Linked DNA regions of Mus musculus: region 2 is linked to region 1. The links are chromatin contacts, called in public HiCAR-type maps. All regions are on one chromosome and are shown on one strand. The core of a region is the stretch at or near the end of the contact, and the rest is flanking DNA. Distances in the headings are between cores, read along the strand shown. Region 1 overlaps Myo16 (myosin XVI). Region 2 has its middle 24 kb from the start of Gm32485.

Region 1 (6,030 bases), core at 2,932-5,431:
TCTTTGTGGTGATCAAATACCTGGCAAGAAGCCACTGAAGGGAGGGTGGGAAGTTTACGTCGACTTCAAGGATCAGGGGGTACAGTCTGACAGAGCAGAGAAGGCATGGTGGCTGGGCCAGCTCCTGTCTGTCAAGGCAGGGAGATGCTTTCTTACATCTCTGTCAGTCAGGAAGCTGAGAGAGAAGGCTGACTCTCAGGTTCTCCTTTTACTGAGTCCAGAAACCCAGCCCGAGGGATGGTGCTGTCCACATTCAGGGAGGCTTTTCTGCTCAGTCAATCCTCTCTGGAAATGCCCTCACAGGCGCCCCCAGGTGTACGCCTCACTATTGCCCCAGGTGTTCCTTAAACTAGTCAAAGGAGCAATCCAAATTACCCACCGCAGGTCCTTCCCATGTCAACCTGACATCCAAAAACTTCTCTGCCAAGCAATAACAGTCAGAGTATGGAAGGGACCCCAGGGAAAGGAACACAGGGAGTAAGGCTATCTCAGAATATGGTGGACTAGCCTCATCATCTGTGCAGGGTCCAACTGCAGCCTGGTGGACTTTGGGACAGGGCTGTACAGGAAATAGGAACAGCATTCTAGAATAACCTCCCATCCATGAGCCTAGTCCTGATGTCTGTCGGGAATGCTGACAATAAGGTATAGGTTTCCTCTGCTGTTTGCCACATCGGCTCCAGGGTAATGCGCTTGTATTTAACGTCAGAAGGAAACTACTTTCTCAGGCAGGGTCTTCACATCACTATTTTAGTGTTAATTGTTTTCAGAGACTAAAATTAGCATCAGTGGGGTTGGGAGGTGTGTTTGACTCCTGACTCTAAGATGTTAGATTTCATGATTATGGAGTAAGAGCTCTTAATGCTGAAAGCCTCAGCTTGCTCCTCAGCACCCTGGTCAAGGAGAGAGCTACAGGTAAACTTCAGCAGCTATGCTTAGGGACAAATGCCATCACAGGGCACACAGTGTGTCTGGGTGCTCCTACTATGTGAGGGTCTGCCCGTAGCAGCACAGCAGCCCCCACCACATTGGTTCTCTCTCCTCTTGTGGAGCTTTGTACTTTGTTGTGGGGGAGATTCTGATGGCCATGCTAACGTCTAAGGATGGAGGGGAGACAAGGAAGCACCAGGGCTTACCAGGAAAGCAGAAAGTAGCTTCTAGAGAGAAGCCTGACATCACGCTGGGCCTGAGCAGTGAGGGCTGTCTCCTGTCCTCCCTCCTTTCTTTCCTTGCATCCAAAGCTATGTTCAGAAAGGATCCTGAGCCTACACACCTTACACTGTGTATTTTCTATGAGGATTCCGGGTAATGCCTCTGCATCAAAATAAACCCAACCACCACCATCCCTTTCTTTCCTTTTTCCTTTCTTCTTGTCAGTCAGGGCTGGCCCAGCACTCCTGAAAGTCACAGGGACAACCCCTGCTCTGCATGCATCCTGGCTGGAAATGTACTTTGGAGGCACATCTTTGCCTCTTTGTCATCATCTCTCCCAGGTTACTGCTATTGTGTGACAATCAGATAACATTTTTTTGAAGTCCCCCTCCCCGTCTCCAAACAAGGTGCATGTGAGGAACTCAAGGGTCTGGGGACACTTTGAGCCCAGCCATGGATCCCCCTCACATTAGAGGTTTATTCCTCTGCTTTTTTCTCTCTGAAGTGGGAATCCCACACAGCCTGGGAGGAGGCAGGCAACGGAAGATTTAGTCATTTATTGTTTTGGATTTTCAGTAGCAAGCCCTGTGCTTACAGTCTGAGTTACTGAGTGACTGTAATGGAATTCACTCTGCAAGTCCACACAAGCCTGGCTGTACAATTTGCTTATATGAATTCTTGGGTATTTGGAGAGAGAAACTATGGTAATTTGTGAGATGAATGTCAAACCACAACCAATGTCTAGGCATTGAACAAGTTTCCAAATACTATAGGGGACAAAGAGCTCTGTCCTTTGAATGGGTCAATTTGGCTACTGATCAATTTATAAAACGCCAAAGAACATTTCTTAGTGTAACTGACTAAAGTATGAGGTTTCCAAACATCGGAGAATTAGAAACACTCAAAGTCGCAGCCACCTCTCCCAAGTACAGATACCTTCGTTTGATGCAGGGAAGTCATGAAGTTAGTGAAAGGACTCCTTCTTGTTAGAGACATACTATACCTGTGGGTATGGGGACAGCCACAGGTCTGTTGAGAGAAGAACTGTTGCCCAGTTCCTCTTGGAACTTAGTTGTAAGTGGCGACCAGCTTTCTTTGAGGATACCTATCTCATCTCTCCAAAAGACTTCCTCATTTGGACACTGAGGAAAGTGTAGTGTTAATGCAAGATGGTTCCAGAATGCAAGGGAACAATGCTTTCTGTGCCTAAGAGGGAAACTTCTGTGTGAAGGGAGGCTGTGGATGGGTGCAGGTCATAGAGAAGATTCATACAGCAGTGAACTGTGTGCTGTCTACAGCCTTAGAAATATTCATGAGCCTTGGAGCTACCTTTCACAGGCACCAAGGAGCATGCAGACACCCAAGTACATCACCACAGAGAGCGGCATCTGGGTGGAAGGAAACCAGAGCAGCCACGGACAAGACAGCACAAGATCTATCCATGGGCAAGAGGCCGGGGAGATGCCTCCTATTATTTGAGGTCAAGATTTGCATGAGGCAGACTAATTCCGTGTGGTGCCAACTCATTTGAATGTATCGGATTAAACAACAATAACATTGGAATTTCCGCTTCAAATTTCACACCACCAGTGGAGAGTAGGCACTTGCAGACAAGGAGCATGAGTAAGCAGACACCAATCCTGCTGGTCAGCCAGGAAGCGGGCGCCATCTTGCTTCTCATTGCTAAGCAGTGTCTAGGGTACAGCATTGTACCTGTCACAGAAGCATCAACGCTTTGTAAAATGTTGAATCAAGATACCGCCGCTGCCTTTATTTTCCTGCGTAAGACAAGATGGAATGGGGAATCTTGTTGGGAGTTTGTTTTTTGTTTTTAGTTTAGTTTAGTTTTGTTTTGTTTTGTGGCATGCAAACTGCTGTGGTTATACAATGAATAGTGAACCCTAGCTTCCAGAATCAGCCTTGTTGTGGGTAGTGGGCACCCTATGGGCCTAGACTGGGTGCAGTGACTGTCTGAGGTAAAGACACTTAAGAATATACCTTTCCTGTTGAAGAACGTAAACATGAGGTATTTATAAATATTAACAAAGGTTGAGCCCCAGCGTGCACTTCCAGTTCACCCAGTGATGGGGAGTGGTGTGAGAAAAGAAAGACAAAGCATCCCAGACCACAAGGTACTTACTTGTGTAACCTATTCCCTCCAGTACACTCAAAACCTTCCACAGGCCAACTTTAAAGCCCTTCTAAAACAAACAGTATTCGAAAATAAAAACACGGTTCTGTAAGATTTAATTTATAAAATACAGACTTCCAAACTCAAAATATTCTTTATCTGAAATGTTTATATAATCGAGTAGAATATCAGAAACTTATGATGATTTCTACTTGGATTAAGCAAGCCTTAAATGAAAGTGCTACCAGGCTCTGGATCTAGGAAATATCTGTATATCTATGCCTCCGTCTATATTTAAGCCTCTATGTGCCTCTTGGCCTCTACAGAAGGTAGAGCTTCCATACAGTAGTCAACCCAGCTACTGTATGGAAGACATGTTATAGTAGTCTTCTGCTGTAATCATTTCCAAGTACTTGTTTACATCTGGAACGCTCTGGATTCACGGGGTCAGGGAATAATGAAATGAGTGTTGTGCTTTCGTTGTGTTTTAAGGGAATAACTTGTGAATCAAACTCATCTTAGCTCTGTCTGGCTCCCTTCTACTTTTCTCCTCAGACTTCTACCACACGCTGTATTCCGTGGATACCCCATCTTCCTGGGATCCTGTTCAGTGACTTTCAGTTAAGAGTCCATAAAGACAAACATGCCGGGAACTACCACTCAGAGCAATAGCGCCTCCTGGTGTCCTGGCCAAGCCTCCTTTGCCATTTGAAAAGGGCCTCACATTTTCAAAGGAAGCAACGAGAAATAATTAGCATGGTGATTCTCAGATCATCAGAAGAAAACCCTGTGGCAGTTAGCTGAAACTTTAGCTCTTACAGGGCAAAGGCAAATAACTATCTGGTCATATTTCACCTCAATGGCTTAACTGGTCTAATTCTGTCTCTGGAATTTATAGGACTGTTTACCTGTAACCCGAAAAGTACATATTCAACAGTCTTGAGTTTTCTCACCCAAGCTCTGTGACTGTTACTGTCACACGGAAGCAATAAAATATGTATTTAACCCCTCTACCCCTGGTCTTTTCTCAGGCAGCATCAAGGAAAGAATTGTGGAAAGAGCTGTACTGGACAGACCCACTGCTCTGTCAGGCTTTGTAGAGGAACACTAGGCAAGCTTATCTTTTCTCTGAGCCTCTGTTTCCCCACCTGTATTATGGGCATATTCGTAGTAGTTAACTCAGAATAGAGTGTGGGAGCAGCAGGCTGTTAAAAATGGTGCCTGAAGCCCCCCACTGCTGTTAGTCCAACATGGCTAATCTTTTCAGTCAGGTCTATGTGCCTCTCCCCACCCCCAACTCTGTGTTCTGTATTATTAGAATGTCCATGATTATTTAGCTCACAAGAAAAATCTAAAGCCTGGAATGTTGACTTGTGCCTGTTAAATCCCACCACTCTGGAAGCTAAGGCAGGAGGGTTGCCATAAGTTGGAGGTCAGCTTAGGCTACAAATTGAGACTCTGTCTCAAAGATAAACAGAAAGTGAACTATTTTAATGTACACTGTTATTCATGAAATCCTACAAGGAGGTCTCCAGAATAGTCCTGGGATAGAATTATATACCAGAGAACCGACCTTACTTCTGTACACAATTTCTCCCTTACTATTGCATAACACATTTGTGTTCAAAATACCTGCAACGGGAAATTCACTGACAGTTTAGTGCTCTCCAAGTCACCATGCTAAAAAGCAAAAGAAACCCTGTGAGCCCACTCTGCAAAACGTGCGCGCCAATCTCCAAGCTTCACAGCCATCCAGGTATTAATGGGAGCTACCACTGATGCCTGCCAGAAGGGAGACTTAGCCACACACTAGATGACTTTAGATATAAAAATGTCTTTCAAAATAAAGATTCAAGAGAAGACGATTGGGAGCCTGAGCTGTGATTCACTATGAATGGTAACCCCGGGGATCCCTCAGTAGAAAGTGGATTTTCTCTCCTGAGGATGAAACCCTGTAAGCCTTAATAATCATGTAAGCTGCTCCAGCACACGGCAGGGGCATTAAATCTCTCCCTTCCCTATCTTACCATAACCCTTTCACAGTCTCAGAGATCGCCCTGCTCTATCTCAGGGGAGCATGTCACACAAGCGTATAAACCCATTTCCCTCACAGGCTTGGGAAAATTCCATTAAGTGTATGTTGGGAACTCCTGCATCTGGGTGGGAACAGCCGAGGCTCATGTCATTAAGATTCCTGATATTACAGAAGTGATCATAAATGCTTCAAAGCAGCTTTTCTTTCCTTTTCTTTTCTTTTCTTTTCTTTTCTTTTCTTTTCTTTTCTTTTCTTTTCTTTTTTTCTTTTCTCTCCTTCCTTCCTTCCTTCCTTCCTTCCTTCCTTCCTTTCTTTCTTTTTCAGATTAGAATGTATTTTGTGAAAACTCGAAGTGGGGCTATAGATATGCTACAACTTTTCAGTTGCAATGCTGGCTGGTTGATATGACCTGGGGGAGGGAGCAGGTTCACAGGCCATGCTTGGAGGCCTGCCATGCCCCTCATCTGTTCTGCTGCCTTGAGGTTTCCCTTTGTTTTGCAGAGATCTATTTTGTTATTTAGCTTTGTGTCTGTGTGCATCTGTGCTGTAGAGGCTACGGGAGGGCTCTAGATGCCTTGGTGCTGGAGTTACAGTTGGCTGTGAGCTTCCTGATGTGGGTGCTGGAACAGAACCTATATCCCCTGGAAGAGCAACAAGCACCCTTAACTGTTGAGCCATATCCCCAGGCTAGAAACCTCCTTGAGGTTTCTAA
Region 2 (5,882 bases), core at 929-3,428, 220 kb before region 1:
CTGTTTCAGTGTTTCTTCCTTAAGTTTACAAACCTCACATCTGGCTTTTGTCTATGGCTCAGGGGTTCATCTGTAAAATGAGTTAGAATCTTAACCAGCACAGGATGCCACGTCTTGGCTAAGAAGGCAATGCATACATGACTCAAAATATTTTTGAATATTAAAAAAAAGCCATCAAAACCCAACTTTCTTCTTGTTGCTTAGAAGGCTGCTGAGCACTGTGCTCTATGGCATATAGGGCATCATACCCTGCTAACTTGTGTCCCTCAGTTCTTTCCTAGCCTGAGTCAAATCCTATCTCTAGACACATTGAAGGGTATTTTTGAGCTTGAAATAAATCATATGTCTCTAACATCTAGAGGTTCAAGAACCACAAGGAGGTTCTAAAAGGTCTCCAGTTCTAAATCGCACAGTTCTCTGTCTATTGGTCTTCTGGAACCTGTGTCCTTAAATATGGGCACTGGTCACAGCAGGATATCATCAAGGACTGTTCTGTTTCTGGTTGTCCTTTTTATGTTAGAGACAACTCTCTAACACACACACACACACACACACACACACACACACACACACCATTTGCACTGTCCTGACTCTATTGAGCATGAACTTATCTTTTAGTGTCTGTTGGGTTTTTATCATGGAGCACTGCCTCATCTCTTGGACTATAAGAGAGTGGCTGACTTCCCCAATGAGGCATCCTCTGGGACTACTGGTCTGCTCCTTCCCTGGTCTTGCCATTCAGGGAATTGATAGTAACCTTAGCTGTGTGGTTTGGAGGCAACATGTGGGAAACAAGCTAGTCTCAGTGGTGACTGTTGCATTCAGTATGATACTATGTGAGCCTCTGAAGACACAGTGGTGATGGTGGTATTCCATTTTAGTGAGACATTTAGATGTTAGACATGATAGAAGTTGTAGATCCAAAATTACCAAAAGGTACTTGTCTCAGTTTAGATTGTGACTTGAAACTCATGTTAAAATGTCTTCTTTCTTCCTTCAAGGGATACTGAGCACTGACCACAGCAAGCCATTTTGAACTGTACTTTAAACATGGGAACATTTTCTGGAAACATCTTTGGTTTCAAGATATCTTTGACTCTTTTTCAGTTGTGTGCATTGTTAAAATTCTTCCAAAAAGGGCTGAGAGGAATGAAAATAATACAGATACTGGGACACATAAGGCTATGAAAATAGAACATCAAATAGACATTCATGCCATTCTGAGCAGCCTGTTCCCACAGGAAGAGTCAGGAATTTCCACCAAATTTGTTCATGGCCAACCTCTACCATCTATGTCCATTTGTACACATATGCATTTGCACCTGTATGCATGTGCACCAACATGAACGTGCACATGTATGTGTGTATATATGTATGTAAGTATATACACATAAATACACAGGAAAATAGAATTTCAAGAGCTGTTCAAACATCTTATTAGATTTATTTATTTTATTCCAAGGGCTGTTGCACCCCAAGGCACACAGGTGGCAGACAGAAGACAATCTGCAGGAGTCAGTTTGTGCTTTCTACCATGTGAATTCTGGGGAGCAAACTCAGGTCATTAGGCTTGGTGGCAAGTGGCTTTATCCTCTGAGCCATCTCTCTGCTCCCCAAAGGACATTTTTTTTTTTTTTTTTTAGCAGTAAGACTCAGAGTGGTCTGAGTTGGATGTGTCTGCAATGCATACAGGACTCAGAATAGTTTTGAATATTCAAAAAAAAAAAAAAAAAACAGCCACCAAAACCAGACTTCCCTTTCAGAATGGTCTTTTTATTTTTATTTTGCATTTTGTAACTCTACTAAGTGTAGTCACCCAGCATCCAAGGTCAGCCGAACTGAAAAAGCAGAACAAAAACACACAGAAGGGTGATTTCTCAGAAGGAAATGGCAGCATTCATGTCCATAGAAGCAAACTTTAATCCTGCGGCTGAGAGGGGGAAACACAATGGCCGCATGGGGCTAATGGAGAATTCCCGGCTCTATTCTTCCCTGAAATATTTCATGGATGCATTCATCGCTCTTTCTCTTCAGAATGAAAGCAATAAAACAAACGAGAGACCTAATCTTTAGTTCAAATAAATGAAAAGAAATTGAAATCCACTTCATTCCCTGAGAAAGAGGAAGAATACAAATGAGGCGCATTGTGAGGTTTCTGGAAAGGAGCGATGCACCACAGCTGTAGGAATGTGGCCTGACAGCCTCTGCCTGTCAGCGCCATTAGCGGGGAGATCTGCTCAGGAAGGTTCCATTTTGTCTGAAAGGATGAAGTCCTGCTGCAAAGACTTGAGTGTGTGATGCACAGGGCAAGAGTGCAGTTAGATTTTTTTTTGCTGTCTAGGTCCTGACTCCCCATCTGGTGTGTGTATGTGTGTGTGTGTGTGTGTGTGCACTTAGGTGTGCATGTGTGTGTACGTGCACATGTGTGTGTGTATGTTTGTGCATTTAGGTGTGCATATGTGCGTGTATGGAGGCCAGAGGTTGATATCAGGTTTCTTCCTCAACTATTCTCCATCTTCATCTTTGAATTAAGTTCCCTTACTAATGAGGCTGACTTGCTGATCTTGGGATCTTCCTGTTTCTACCTCCCCAAAGCATGGACTGTATGCTCATTGTATGCAGCATTTTTACATGGATACTGGGAATCTGAGCTCAGGGCCTCATTCTTATATAGCATGTACTTTACTGACTGAAGCGCGCGCACGCGCGCGCACACACACACACACACACACACACACACACACTTACCCCATCCTCATCTGGCTTTAAAGAATAACTCTGAGCAACAGCTTCAGTCTGCTCACTGTAGAGTGAGGGTTGCTGTCCAATGGCCTGGACAGAGGGAGCACTTGCCCAGAGTGCACCCTGGAAACCATCAATATTCTTTAGATGCATCCATCTTTACAGGCTGGATGTATAGAGTTCAGGAAGGCACAAACACTTACAAGAAAAAAATAAAAGAAAATTTGTGATTTAAGATGCCAGTCTGTGGCAGCCACATTTTCCTTCTTTTGTTTCTTCCTCTGTTTTGGGATGAGTGAGTATTTGAATGTGCATGGTACATGCATGTGAGTATGCATTGTGCATGCATGTGTGTGGTATATGCATGTTAGTGTGTATGGTATATGCATGTTAGTGTGTATGGTATATGCATGTAAGTGTATTTGGTACATGCATATGAGTGTGTGGTACATGCATGTGAGTATGTGTGGTACACACATGTATACATGGTACATGCATGCGAGTGTGCATGGTACATGCATGTGAGTGTGTGATGCATACATGTGAGTATGCATGGTGCATACATATGAGTGGTGTATGCATGTTAGTGTGTATGGTGTATGCATGTAAGTGTATGTGGTACATGCATGTGAGTATATGTGCTATACGCAGGTATACATGGTACATGCATGTGAGTGCATGTGGTGCATGTGTGTGAGTGTATATAGTACATGCATATGTGCATGTTGCATACATGTGATTGTGTGTGGTACATGCATGTGAGTGTGCATGGTGCATGCATATGAGTGTGTGACACATTCATGTGAGTGTGCATGCATATGAGTGTGTGTGGTACATGCACATGAGTGTGCAGGTATGCATGTATACATGTGGAGCCAGAGGAAAGCATTGGATGTCTTCCTCCATTCTCTCTGCGTTTGTGTCTTGAAACAGTCTCTCACTGAACCAGAAACTGGGCAGTCAGAGAACTTCCAGGATCCTCTTATCTCTACCTCCCATTGCTGGAGGTGTAACACATGAATCTATGCCTACCTTTATGCTGGTGCTGGGCATTCAAACTCAGCTTCTCCAGCTTATTCAATGAGTGCTTTTACCCTCGGAGCTACCTGTGCAACCCTGTGACTGTCATGTTGACTTCCACCCTGAGTCCAGACAGAAAGAGAGGCATGTGTGGTGGCCATAATGTTCCCTCTCACTGTGCCTCCCCCCGTTCTCACCAGACTGAAACTTATCTATTGATGTCTGCAGACAGAATGTGTTTAAAATTCATTGCTGTAGACCACTTAGATAATCATGTTGAATGCACAGAAAATCCATCTCAAACCCATGCATCATTTGCATGTCCTCCTGAAGAGCATGTTCTTTTAAAGAGCTTCATGGAGTGTCATGCAAAGAATAGGATCAGATCTAGGAGGTCATTCACACTGGTGACCCACTGATAGACAAAGAGTGTCCCCTTGGTACACGTATTATGTTCCCATCCCTTGTCTGATACATTGTGCCCTAGGAGTAGCATCTTGGAACTTGGGCTGTTCAATAACTGAGTTAGAATGAGCTGGACTATGGCTCATCCCCAACTGGCTACTTAAAGAAGCTTTCATGTAGTGAAAGGGGACAGGGAAAGACTTATTAAAAGCCATCATGTATCAAAAGAAAAATGAGCTGAGAACTAGAAAGCAAAAGTTCATTTTAAAAGAAAGATTTTTTAAAAAGTGTTTCTTACAAGCTTGGAAAGGGTATGCTAAATAGAAAGTGATATTACAAAAGGAGCTGTCTTCATGAGTTCGGCCTGCTGTTAGGAAGAATCCTGACAGGCTAGCAGGCACATGTCGCTCTTCGTTCTGCCTGCTGGGGAGCCACCAGCAGATGTGGGGTCCACTGAGAATCATTTTGTGGTTTGTGTACAGTCTTCTCACTGTTTCCTTCCATGGTAGGGAGAAGAGCCAGCTGAAGCTTTCCTATCCCGTTTGCTGAGGGATCCCTCCCTGCTCACCCTGACATGCACAGCGCTACCCTCCCTTCACTCCCCCCCCCCCAAAACACTCAAAGTCCAAACACAGGTTCTGGATGTTGACCTTTATTCTACTCTCCACTCCCCCCCCCCCCCCCCAGTTACCTGGCAACATCCAGGTGTGCCTGACTCATTATGAAAGGGGCTGCTTGACCCCTCGTTGTTCTCTTGATCTTGTTCTTCTTACTCCTTCCTTCTCTTCCCTGTCTGTACCTTCTCTCCCCATTCCCCTTTTCCATCTCTCTCCATGTGTTCATGGCCGGCCTCTACTTCTCTTCTCTTCTCTTCTCTTCTCTTCTCTTCTCTTCTCTTCTCTTCTCTCCCTCTCCCTCTCCCTCTCCCTCTCCCTCTCCCTCTCCCTCTCCCTCTCCCTCTCCCTCTCCCTCTCCCTCTCCCTCTCCCTCTCCCTCTCCCTTTCCCTCTCCCTCTCTCTCTCTCTCTCCCTTTCTCTGTCTCTACTAACCCCTCAACTCCCCTCCCCATGCCCCAAATAAACTCTATTCCATACTATATACCCATGGCGTTGTGGCTGGTACCACAGCGGGAAGGGATGCCTCAGCATGGGCCTGCCGAGGCACCTTCTTCCCCCACACCAAACTGTGTCTCCACCAAACATATCCCTGGCTTCTTTTTCTTTTTTTTATAAGACACAACACTGAAGGATACAAATGCACAGTCTGTCACAGAGATGGATAACACACTTTCCACTACAACGTGTTCACCATATAGAAGATGAAAAACAACAGCAACGAGATAAATAAGAAAGAGTAGGACACCTGCATTCTATTGACAAGACGGAGTGTTAATGGCCATCATAGGTAAGTTCACTCACAGACAGTCACAGAGAATGAAACAGCTCGAGCTGTGAATAGTAAATCAACAACGGGATACAAAGAGCAAGGAGAGAAAGCTCTGCCTTGGCAGTTACCAAAGAAATGCAAATCACAGCTGTACCTGTAACCACCTTCTCTCTGTTCGAGAACTTTTAAAAGGATGAATCCCAGCAGGGCCCATGGCAATATTGTCACCATAAGTCTCAGGTCACAGACACAGACACAGACACAGACACAGACACAGACACAGACACAGACACAGACACAGACACAGACACAGACACACACACACACAC

What was found. HiCAR-type assays count read pairs that join an accessible place to other places.
Region 2: a contact with region 1 is called in a HiCAR-type map of astrocytes, with 2.0 times the contacts expected there. The contact joins two enhancer-like sites. A contact is called at or near these places in 2 of 15 datasets of contacts at CTCF or cohesin (pro-B cells and stem cell-derived epiblast-like cells), 15 of 484 Hi-C or Micro-C datasets (the AML12 cell line, the G1E-ER4 cell line, bone marrow-derived macrophages and 8 more), 3 of 115 datasets of contacts at active chromatin or transcription factors (astrocytes, bone marrow-derived macrophages and large pre-B cells) and 1 of 9 other capture datasets (macrophages).

Annotation. Positions count from the first base shown.
Region 1 is chr8:10,572,217-10,578,246 of GRCm38.p6, reverse strand. The region is part of intron 32 of Myo16 (myosin XVI); the gene reads right to left. Among named protein-coding and RNA genes, the nearest start is that of Gm32330, 98 kb to the left of the region's middle. Within about 2 kb of position 4,181, at least 14 of the 459 cell types and tissues checked have an H3K27ac peak or open chromatin away from gene starts, as enhancers often do. A contact at or near this core is called in astrocytes, where this site is marked.
Region 2 is chr8:10,790,752-10,796,633 of GRCm38.p6, reverse strand. No RefSeq gene overlaps it. Among named protein-coding and RNA genes, the nearest start is that of Gm32485, 24 kb to the left of the region's middle. Within about 2 kb of position 2,178, at least 41 of the 459 cell types and tissues checked have an H3K27ac peak or open chromatin away from gene starts, as enhancers often do. A contact at or near this core is called in astrocytes, where this site is marked.